Regions from separate parts of the Lactuca sativa genome. Here region 1 is linked to region 2. Evidence: chromatin contacts called from public Hi-C data. All regions are on one chromosome and are shown on one strand. Each heading gives the region's core, a stretch centred on a gene start, on an enhancer-like site or on the middle of the called end of the contact. The rest is flanking DNA. Distances are from core to core; before and after follow the strand shown.

Region 1 (4,760 bases), core at 435-2,934, 460 kb before region 2:
ATATATTATGATGGGTGCATTGATGTTTGGCCGGATACATTCGGACCATCTTATAATATGATCATAACGAATGGGACCAGAAGTTTCTTCATCCACATACAAATAATATTATCTTAAATTTTGATAAAGAACAGAAAGTCTCACAGCTAACTGATACTAACTTGAGTTTATTCGATAATAATAATAATAATAAGAAGCTTTGAGTTCTTGGGTTTGAAGCTATAATGTGTGTTTAGAGGCATATGCAAAATCTTGAGCTTGAATGCCACAGTTAGTAAATTCACGAGAACCATGAGTTTAAATGGTAGATATCCCAAGATCATGTTAAAAAACTTCAAAAAAGATGACATCTTTTGCGACTTCAGACATATATACATACATAACTTAGACTGTGTATATATGTTCAAGCCCTAAACTCCAAGAACTAAGAATATCTTGTATGATTTCACTTTTTAATGTTTCTACCCAAAAAAAATTAACATGGTTTCACCGAAAAACTTTTTAATCTGAATCAAATATGATATAATTAATACCATCCAATTTCTTATATAAATTACGAACGATTTGAACACTTCAATCCCAAGATGAAATCTGCATGCCAATATCAAGAGAGAGAGAGAGAGAGAGAGAGAGAGAGAGAGAGAGAGAGACTTACAGGGTTGAGGGTACTGTGTTCTTTGAAGCTATCTTCAAGAAAAGCAGATTGTTCTTTAGTGAGTCGGAGCTTTTTTCGGGTCAACCCGTTTTCATCTTCATCACTCATACCACCTCCCCTTGAAGAAGCTCTTTGATCACTTTCGGTAGCCTCTATCAACTCCAAATTAACTGTTGCTAGATCCAAATCTCTTTTCCTCGAATGGAATGATCTTCCACAGTTACTGCTTTTGAAGATGGAAGAGAAATCCATCTGAAAAGATGACGTACCACTGTTACTGTTGTTCGGAGATGACTCTCCGCCGGCGGTTTCTTCCATGTTTTCCTGATCAGACACAACCGCCAACGGCTTAACATCAAGAACTTGCACCGCTTTATTCTGCGAACCCATTTCTGTTATCACTGTTCCACAAGCAAGATCAAATAATTAAAATCAACGAAGCAAAAACTGAAACATTAATTTGGATACAAAATCTCAATTATGAATGTTGGGTTTTACAGTTTTTTGAGAGCCACGGGAAGGACCGGTGAGAAGGCGTTGGTGGTGGTGCAGATCGGAGAACAGGAGAAAAAGGAAGGAGATCAAGTTGCAGTGGTGGTGGTGGCGGTGATGGATCCGATGAAGAAGAGGAACTTCTTTTCTCCTCGGATTTCCGATGTGCGTCATCATCATCTTTCTCTCTCATCATGTTCTTGAAGTTAAGCTCTACTTCAAGATTTTTACTACCTCCCAACCCCATGCAAAACCCTAAATCCTTCATCTTCTGCTGCTGAGATCTGCTGTGATGATCCAACAATGAAAAGGGTTTTGGAGTATCTCCCAAGCTCAAAGCTAGTTCCATACTTTCTCTCTCTAAAAATTCTCTCTCTCTCTCTAGAAAATCTGTAATGACATGGGAACTATCTACGGACAAAGGGAGACTTATATAAATGATGTTCTAGGGTACAGTATGTACGTATTGAATTAAAGAGCTTCTAGAGAGAGAAAGAGAGGGGATAGAGAGAGATTTTCTTGATATTGTTAAAAAAGAAAGAAAAAGGAGTTTAAACAAATGGAAATTGTATAAACACACGGCCCAACAACAAAGACAAAGTCATTTCTTTTAATGTTGTTTTGTTTATTTCCAATTAGAGCACTTGTTTTTGTTTGTTCTTTTGGTTTTTTAAAGTATCTTTCTTTGGATTTGATTTAGGGGGAAAAGATTGACCAAACCCAAATCTCGGTTGACAATCTCACGTGAATTTCTTTATTTATATAGCATGCCTACTTCTTGTGACTACAAGACTAAAGAGATAATATTTGCAATATTCATACACAAAAAGATTTGGTCGAGATAGTCGTAACCAAGCAAGGCTAGAATTGTCTTTTACTTACGCAAAGAACTGAACAATGGTCTTTTACTTGGCGTTTCACAAAAAGTATAGCGTAAGTCTTTATTCACATCATATCTGTTGTAGTCTAAGTTTTTAATTGCGTCAAAAAAGAAAATAATCACATGATCATATCTGTTGTAGTCTAAGTTTTTCATTCTTCCACGTTAATTATTTCAAAGTATGTTATGTTATTTTCTTATTTTTTTTTTATCAATTTATTAACATAAATAATTATTTTAGTTTTAGAACAAACAAATAAGACATTAATTATGATTAAAATTTTCCGTTATCTTAAAACAAAAAAAAAAACACATAAACCGAAAATTAAAAGAATATAAAATATTTACTATGCGTTTTTTCTATATTTTTGAGCTTTGTATATATGTTCAATCAAATTTAGGCAAATATTTTATGTGTTTTTGTATATATTTTTGAGTCTTGGTCAGGATATGTCTCCTGTGGAGTACCGAACTATCATTCGTTACCGCCTCATGATTCTTTTATTTCCAATTGACGAGATATGCCCAGTTTGCCGCAAGACGTGTTTGGATATCTTTGAGAAACATACGGTTCATTGTAGAGAGCTTCCTGGTTTCAAGTACAGACATGATGTGGTTAGAGATGTTCTCTTTGATGCTTGTCGGTGTGATGATATTTCTACGAAGAAAGAAGCGTCAGTGAACTTTTTGACGGACCCATAGGATGCAAGATCCACACTTAGACCGGCTGACATTTTGGTCTTTGGATGGGTAGGAGGGAAGCACGCGATCTGAGGATAAGTCCAGTCATGACGAAGAACTCATACATGTAACGCCTGGTTCCTGGTATGTATTTAATTCAAAATTTATTCACTTTTGTATAGAAACTCGACGAGTTGGAGGCCCCAAACTTGTCGAGTAGGAATGGACTAGGGCACGGGTTGTGAAGTCTACTTGACGAGTTGAGAGCCTCAACTCGATGAGTAGGACTGGCAGAATGAAACCCTAAATTTTAGGGTTTTACACCCTATTTAAACATCTTAACCCCAAGGTGTTGGTCTCATTTCCAACTTCCACGTCCCAAACCCTAAATCTCGAAACCCTAATGCATTGTGTAAGTTTGTGAGCCAACCTTGAAAGATTTTTGTGTGTTTAAAGCTTGTGGAAGAAGAAGAAGCTTGAGGACTCAAGAAGGAGTTTGTAGATCCAGAAACTTCACCCCATCCTCGTCACTTTTTGGTAAGCAAGTTTCAAACTTGCCAAATGATTTCTTAGATTTCTTTCTTAACACTTTTATTGGGTTTTTGGTCCAAATATTTTGATCATTGGGAAATTAACGTCCCAATTGAATACTTTATCAAATCTAGGGTCTTAAAGGGCTTTCATGGCATAAAGGTGCAAACTTCATGGCCATAGAAGCAACATGCAACCTTTAGACTACCATTTTGGCCTTTTAAGCTCCAAAGGGCCATTTATGAAGAGAAAGTTGAAGGCTTTACGTGTTCATCTAGTCTCTAAGGTCCAAATCTCTATTTGTACACCCTATTTTGAATTATTGATGGCTTTTGGATCAAGATTTAGATCTTTTAGAGTTAGGGTTTGAGCTAAATATCTTGGGGAAGGGTATTGACGGGTAAAGTTGGAAACTTTACCCTCCTAAGGACATTTCCAGCCTATATCTGAAGTATAGAGCTTAGATCTGAAGATTAGTGACTTAATCCATTGAGAGGGAGCAACAGACTGAGGAACTCGACGAGTTAATAGAGGAACTCGGCGAGTTGGGTCAAATTGTCCCAATTTTGTAAAAAGAAGAACTCGACGAGTCTGAGGAAGGACTCGATGAGTTGACTCATTTTATCACGATTCTGAGAAGCATGGAAACTCAACGAGTTAGAGGATGACTCGACGCGTTGGGTCCACTCGGAGTGTTGACTTTGACTTTGACTTGACATTGACTTCGACTTGGACCTTGACCAAGGTTGACATGTGAAATGGGTTTTGGTATGGAATGATATCTAAAGGATTATTGGATTTTGACTAAGTATTATGTTGGTAATGACAGTTCGGAGAATCATTGGGCGGTCGTTAGAGAATCAATACCGTGAGATTCGGCATTCAGCTTTGCGATGTGAGTTTCCTCATGTAGGAATGGGTCGAAGACACCAATGTTGGCCCGTTTATGTATGTTAGTATATTCCGGACTAAGGTCCGATGCCAGGCAGTGCCCGATGTAGGTTTATATGTTCCCAGACTTCGGTTCGATGTCGGGGAAAGCCCGAGGAATGTTTGTGTGCTGGATGTCTATGTGATTCTTGCATGTGCTTGTTTTATATGTTTCCAAACTTTGGTCCAAAGTCGGGGAAGGCCCAAGGAATGTTTGTATGCTTCCGGATTCCGGTCTGATGTCGGGCGGGGCCCGATGCCAGACTTCAGTATGATGTCGGGTGGGGCCCGATGTAGCGGGCAAGGCGCATGATATGTTATTATATGATTACATGATTATGTGATTATGTGTATGTTATGTGGTAGTTTGGGGAGAATCACTAAGCTTTGTGCTTACAGCTTTTAGTTTTGGTTTCAAGTACTTCCGGTAGCATAGGGAAGAGCTTGGGACGACTGCAGTGCACACACCATGTTTTTAGCCTAGGATGTTGTAACACCGTGACTTCCAAAAACAAAATTTTCATTTAAATAATCAATTTAATATTAAAAACACTTGTTTAAAATCTTATTCACATTCAAATTACAAAACAT
Region 2 (4,753 bases), core at 131-2,630:
AAGTTAAATCGAATCGATTATCGAGCCTTCGAATCATTTCAAACATTGGGAGATTGAGTGTGTTTCTTTGAATAGCTTGTCTCCAGCTTTCTATTCTGTTTGCTTGTGGTCTATTTGGAATCTTGAGATTTGAATCGATGATTTCTTTGTTTACACGTGTTCGATTTCCACGGCTATAAATTGGAGTTATGGTTTTCATTGTTACTTCTCCTTTGCAAATTGGACATTCTTTTGAATCGGAATGAACAAATAGCCATCTATAAAGACATGGCCAACAAAAAAGGTGTCCACAACAAGTGACTACAGGCTCACTTGCTAAATCCAAACATATGTTACAATCGAAAAAGCTGCCTTCATTTCCATTGTTCTTTTCAAGATTTGTGTTTCCCATAGCCTCGTTTTCTAAGTACTTATCACCATTTTCGTTTGTTTTGATTATATCTTGAGGCTGTTCTTCGTCGTCATCATCATCTGTCAACCCTAGAGAGGTGTTTCTAGCTTCCATGGAAACAGGCATATGTCTCCAAACTGATCGCAATCTCTGCCTACCCATAGGGCGATTAGAAACCACTTCCCTCATAGACCCGAGTAGCCAATCTTCAAAGCTCATAGCATGTGGTTGATCATCTGGGGAAGGATGAACGACAGGTCCTAAATTTAGGTCAAGATTCATTGTGTTCTGTGGCGATTGATCCCCCATTAAAACCGTAGACAGAACCTCCAATTCAATTTTTCAAGGAAACAGAATCAAAACCCTAATTTCTTCTCGATTGATGTAACGTATAAGCAGCGGAAAACGTCAGAACCCCAAATCCGAATTTTGTATGGGGAACACGATCTAATACTGTAGCAGCATATACATATCTGCCAAGGATTTTAACAAAACCCTAGTTTCGCACTCCAATTGTTGTACTAAAACCCATCTTCTTACGAAATTGGATCACAACAAGCCGAAAACCATTTCTCTTTGAAGTATAAAGAGGGAAAACCCTGATTTTTATGGTTCAGATTTCTAATCGCGGTATCAAGAAGCTATCAAGAAACAGGACATGTAAGGTGCAAGCTTGTGATAAAAATTAAACCTTGAACGCAGCTAACAAAAGTAAAGTTAGGGTTCTAAACGGGTACAACAATAAATAAAACAGTAATTAAAGATCAGAACCTTAATTGAAGCAGAGATGCGAGTTTTTCATCGGCAGGAAAAAAGATTGAGACAAATATGTTATAGAATATCAGATGAACTAGCCATCGATTGAATCATCTAATACAAGAACAGCAATCTGGACTGAGAAAGACGGGAGATTGTAATGATTCTCAAAGTAAGATATGAGAGAGATACCCCCCAAAGTTTAGTCGTTTCCGTTTTATTGTTTAGTTAATTTTTTATTATAACTTTTTGGTTTTATACACCAAATCAAACATCACACATATCTTTCGTTTTTAATGGGCTCAAATCCGATCTTTAGTTTCATACAAAATTTTAAAACTTATGAAATAATTTTTGGGATATCTTCCAGAAAAAGTCCATATAATTTGGGCTTATTCTTATATATTAAAAAAAAAAAAAAAAGACAAATATCTAGTAATTGTTTTTAGAAAATAACAAAAAATTGATAATTGCTTAGAGAGGTGGGTATGGGCAATGGCGTTATTGGGTGTTATTGCATGTTATAACATGTGAACACCGCCCCCTTCTCCGTTATTAGGTGTTATGAGACTGCGCGTTACTCCTCGTTACCACCATAACACGTTATAACGTGTTTTTTGTTTGTCGTTTTCCTAATAACGTAGTGTGGGCGTTGCCGACACCTACCAGTCTTAGGATTTTAGCTGAAAATCCTAGGAAAATGTATATCATGTGCTTATTATATAGTCATAATTCTTCTGAACCAAAAATGAAAATGTGTGGTATCATACTCTATTTTTATGGTTTGTCATATTATTATTATTTTGTACAACAACAATAACAACAACATATATTTTTTATCAAAATGAAAGAATACAATAAGATGATGATCAATATACATAAAAACCAATATATATTACACTTTTTTGGTTTAATAACTATATTTTATTTCGTTCAATAAAAGTCATCCGTTTTTTAATCAAATACGGCCATTATGACCCCTTATTTATGGTTCAACATGTGTTAGAAATAACATTGTTTTTTAGTTACTTACATAATATCATATATATTTTATGAAATGAGATCATGCATTCTTAAAATGACTTCTCATTTGCTGATTTAGTAGGTTATACACATAGCATGTAGGTAAATTAAAAATCATTTTGGAAAATAAAATTTTATTTCAGGAAGTACATATGTAGATTAATTATAAATCGTTCCAATTTTACACATTCTAAATAAAAAAAGATTTCACAATGTGGAAATTTCTTTATGACTTTCATTAGTAAGATAATAATCTCCAATATTTTTATGTTTAAAAAAGTAATGATTTGTTCATTAATAAGTTTATTACATAGAGACTAATTCTGAAGATTATTGTTTAAAAATCCAAGATATGTAAATCATTGTCGGTTTTTTGTAAAAAATAATTATGAATTTGTCATTTTATTTAAAAAAATGTTGTCGTGACTTTGTCACGAATAAACTTAGAATATAAAGGGGTTTTCTAAAGACTTCTCTTAGTTATATATCAAACTTTCAACGGTTTTTGAAATTGGCAATTGTTCACATAAAAGAAAAAGAAATCGACAATCGTTTAAATATTTGGAATTTTAGACGACAATCTTGGATATTAGCTGATAATTGTTAGAATGTCCATGTATTTTAATCTCATTAGCAATAAGGTCATTGATTTTTAAATGGAAAAGGATATAGAGTATTATCTTACTACATTATATTTATCTTCCTTTTTGGGGTTAAAAGTTTTGGATTTTTAGTAAAGCTAAAAAATTTAAATTAAAAATAATAATAATATAAAATAATTAAATTAAATTAATAAAAGCTAAATAAATTAATAAATTAATTATAATATAATTTAATGAAATTTTATAAAATAAATGATGAGACTTTAAATAAAGTAAGTATTTAGACTTAATAAGTCGAAGATGTAAGTAGAAGGATGAGTTTTGCCAAATAGAAAACTTAAGACCAAGAGTTGACTAGTCATGGATCTTTTGAGTAAAAGAAATCCATTCTAGGGGAAGGGCTAATTATGTCAATTATGAGCAAAAATGGAAAGGGAAGGGCTAATTATGCCAAAATTCGAAAATTAGAAGCTAGATAGCGGAATTCTCTCCTCATTAGAATAAGAACAAGTTGGAGAGGATGGAAGAACACTCAAATGGAGATTTTGAAGGATTCATCGAGGCCCAAAGATTATTTTGTGAAAATTGAAGGAATTGTGAAGCTAAGGTTTCATCAAAGCAATCGGAGGTATATTTTGTAACATTCGGGCCTTGTGAGTTTCCTTTTAACCCTTACTAATAAAATATTTGCAATATTGGTCCTCTGGCTAGTACGCGGGGGCGTACTCTATGAGTAAGCTCAGCATACTAGTTAGACCTTGATTGTGGGCACCGCCCACGTACGTTGGGCGTATGTGGGGTTAGGCAGGACGTACGTTGGCTTGGGACAAACCCTAATTTTTAGGGTTTGTACCTTATTTAAGCATCTTAAACCCATCTCCTTACCATTTTAGACCAGCCTCCATATCTTAAAAACCCTAATCTTGTCTTTAGCCTTTGTTTCGGTGTTTTGAGCTCTAGTGAAGCATTTTGGTGTGTTTTTGTGTATCTTGAAGTGGAAGAAGAAGATTAAAGGCTCATTCTTTGGAGAAGAGTTTAGAAATCCAGATTTAGCTTCATTATTTCATTACTTTGGAGGTATAAAGTCCATATCTTGTCATCTCCTTGTATAGATCTACTTTTGGGCTTGTTTATGGCTATTTTGGTCCCTTTTGGTTGGTTCTTGTGAGCTAAGTCCGTTTCAGAAGTTTAAAATCTTGACATTTTAGGGGTCCCTTATGCATAATAATGCAAACTTTATGGTGTATATGGAATCATGCATGTGTTAAGACCATTTGTTAAGCTCTTTTAAGCTCTAGAGCCCCATTAAACCATGCATGCATGTAAAGTTGCCAACTTTACGTGATAAATCATCTTTTAAGACAAGATCTGAGAGTATGGAGTAGGGGCTGAATGGATTAAATGCTTATTAATGTGGGGTGGCAACTGGGAGTACGTTGGGCGTACAAGCCGATATGTTGCGCGTACTAGCCCCAGAGTGTGTACGCTAAGCGTACGAGTTGAGTACGCCCTGTGTACTTAGCAGGTGGGCTTCAGATTTGGGCTTCACGATTTTCGGCCATGTGTGGACCTTAGGAGTTTAGGGCTTTGTTGGGCCATCAAATTTCTAGTTTGGACTCTTTTGGATGATGGGCCACGAAGTGATTTTGGCCCAATTTGTAAGATTGGGCCATAATTGGGTTTTGGGTAACTATTTTTGGAGTTGGGCTTTTTTGAGTAGTTGGTTTGGGCCTTGGCCTTGGGCCAAGTTAGGTAAAGGGTAAAATGGTCTTTTACCCTAGTTGAGACTCTTAGGGGCTGTTTGATACCCATTTGACCCAAACCGAGTCAGATAAATCAGTTTTCTCGGTCAAACTTTTGTGTTTGATACGAGTTGTCTCGATCAGCTTGTCTGGCCCAGATGCATGACTCGCTCAGCTGTGAAGATGTTGTTGACTCGCCCAAAAGACCATCTTGCCCTCTAAAAATTTTCCCGTGACCT

Evidence for each region. Hi-C and Micro-C count contacts between places; a contact is called where the count stands out from the background.
Region 1: a contact with region 2 is called in a Hi-C map of leaf, with 5 times the contacts expected there. The contact joins the promoter of LOC111908809 here to the promoter of LOC111908820 in region 2. A contact is called at or near these places in 3 of 4 Hi-C or Micro-C datasets (bud, leaf and seed).

The regions. Positions count from the first base shown.
Region 1 is chr5:334,294,747-334,299,506 of Lsat_Salinas_v11, reverse strand. LOC111908809 (homeobox-leucine zipper protein HAT14) reads right to left here and starts at 1,684. Exons shown (of 4, transcript XM_023904611.3): 1 at 1,154-1,684; 2 at 656-1,056. The coding sequence starts at 1,496.
Region 2 is chr5:333,838,494-333,843,246 of Lsat_Salinas_v11, reverse strand. It overlaps LOC111908820, which reads right to left and starts at 1,380. Exons shown (of 2, transcript XM_042895467.2): 1 at 1,163-1,380; 2 at 1-1,082. The coding sequence starts at 700.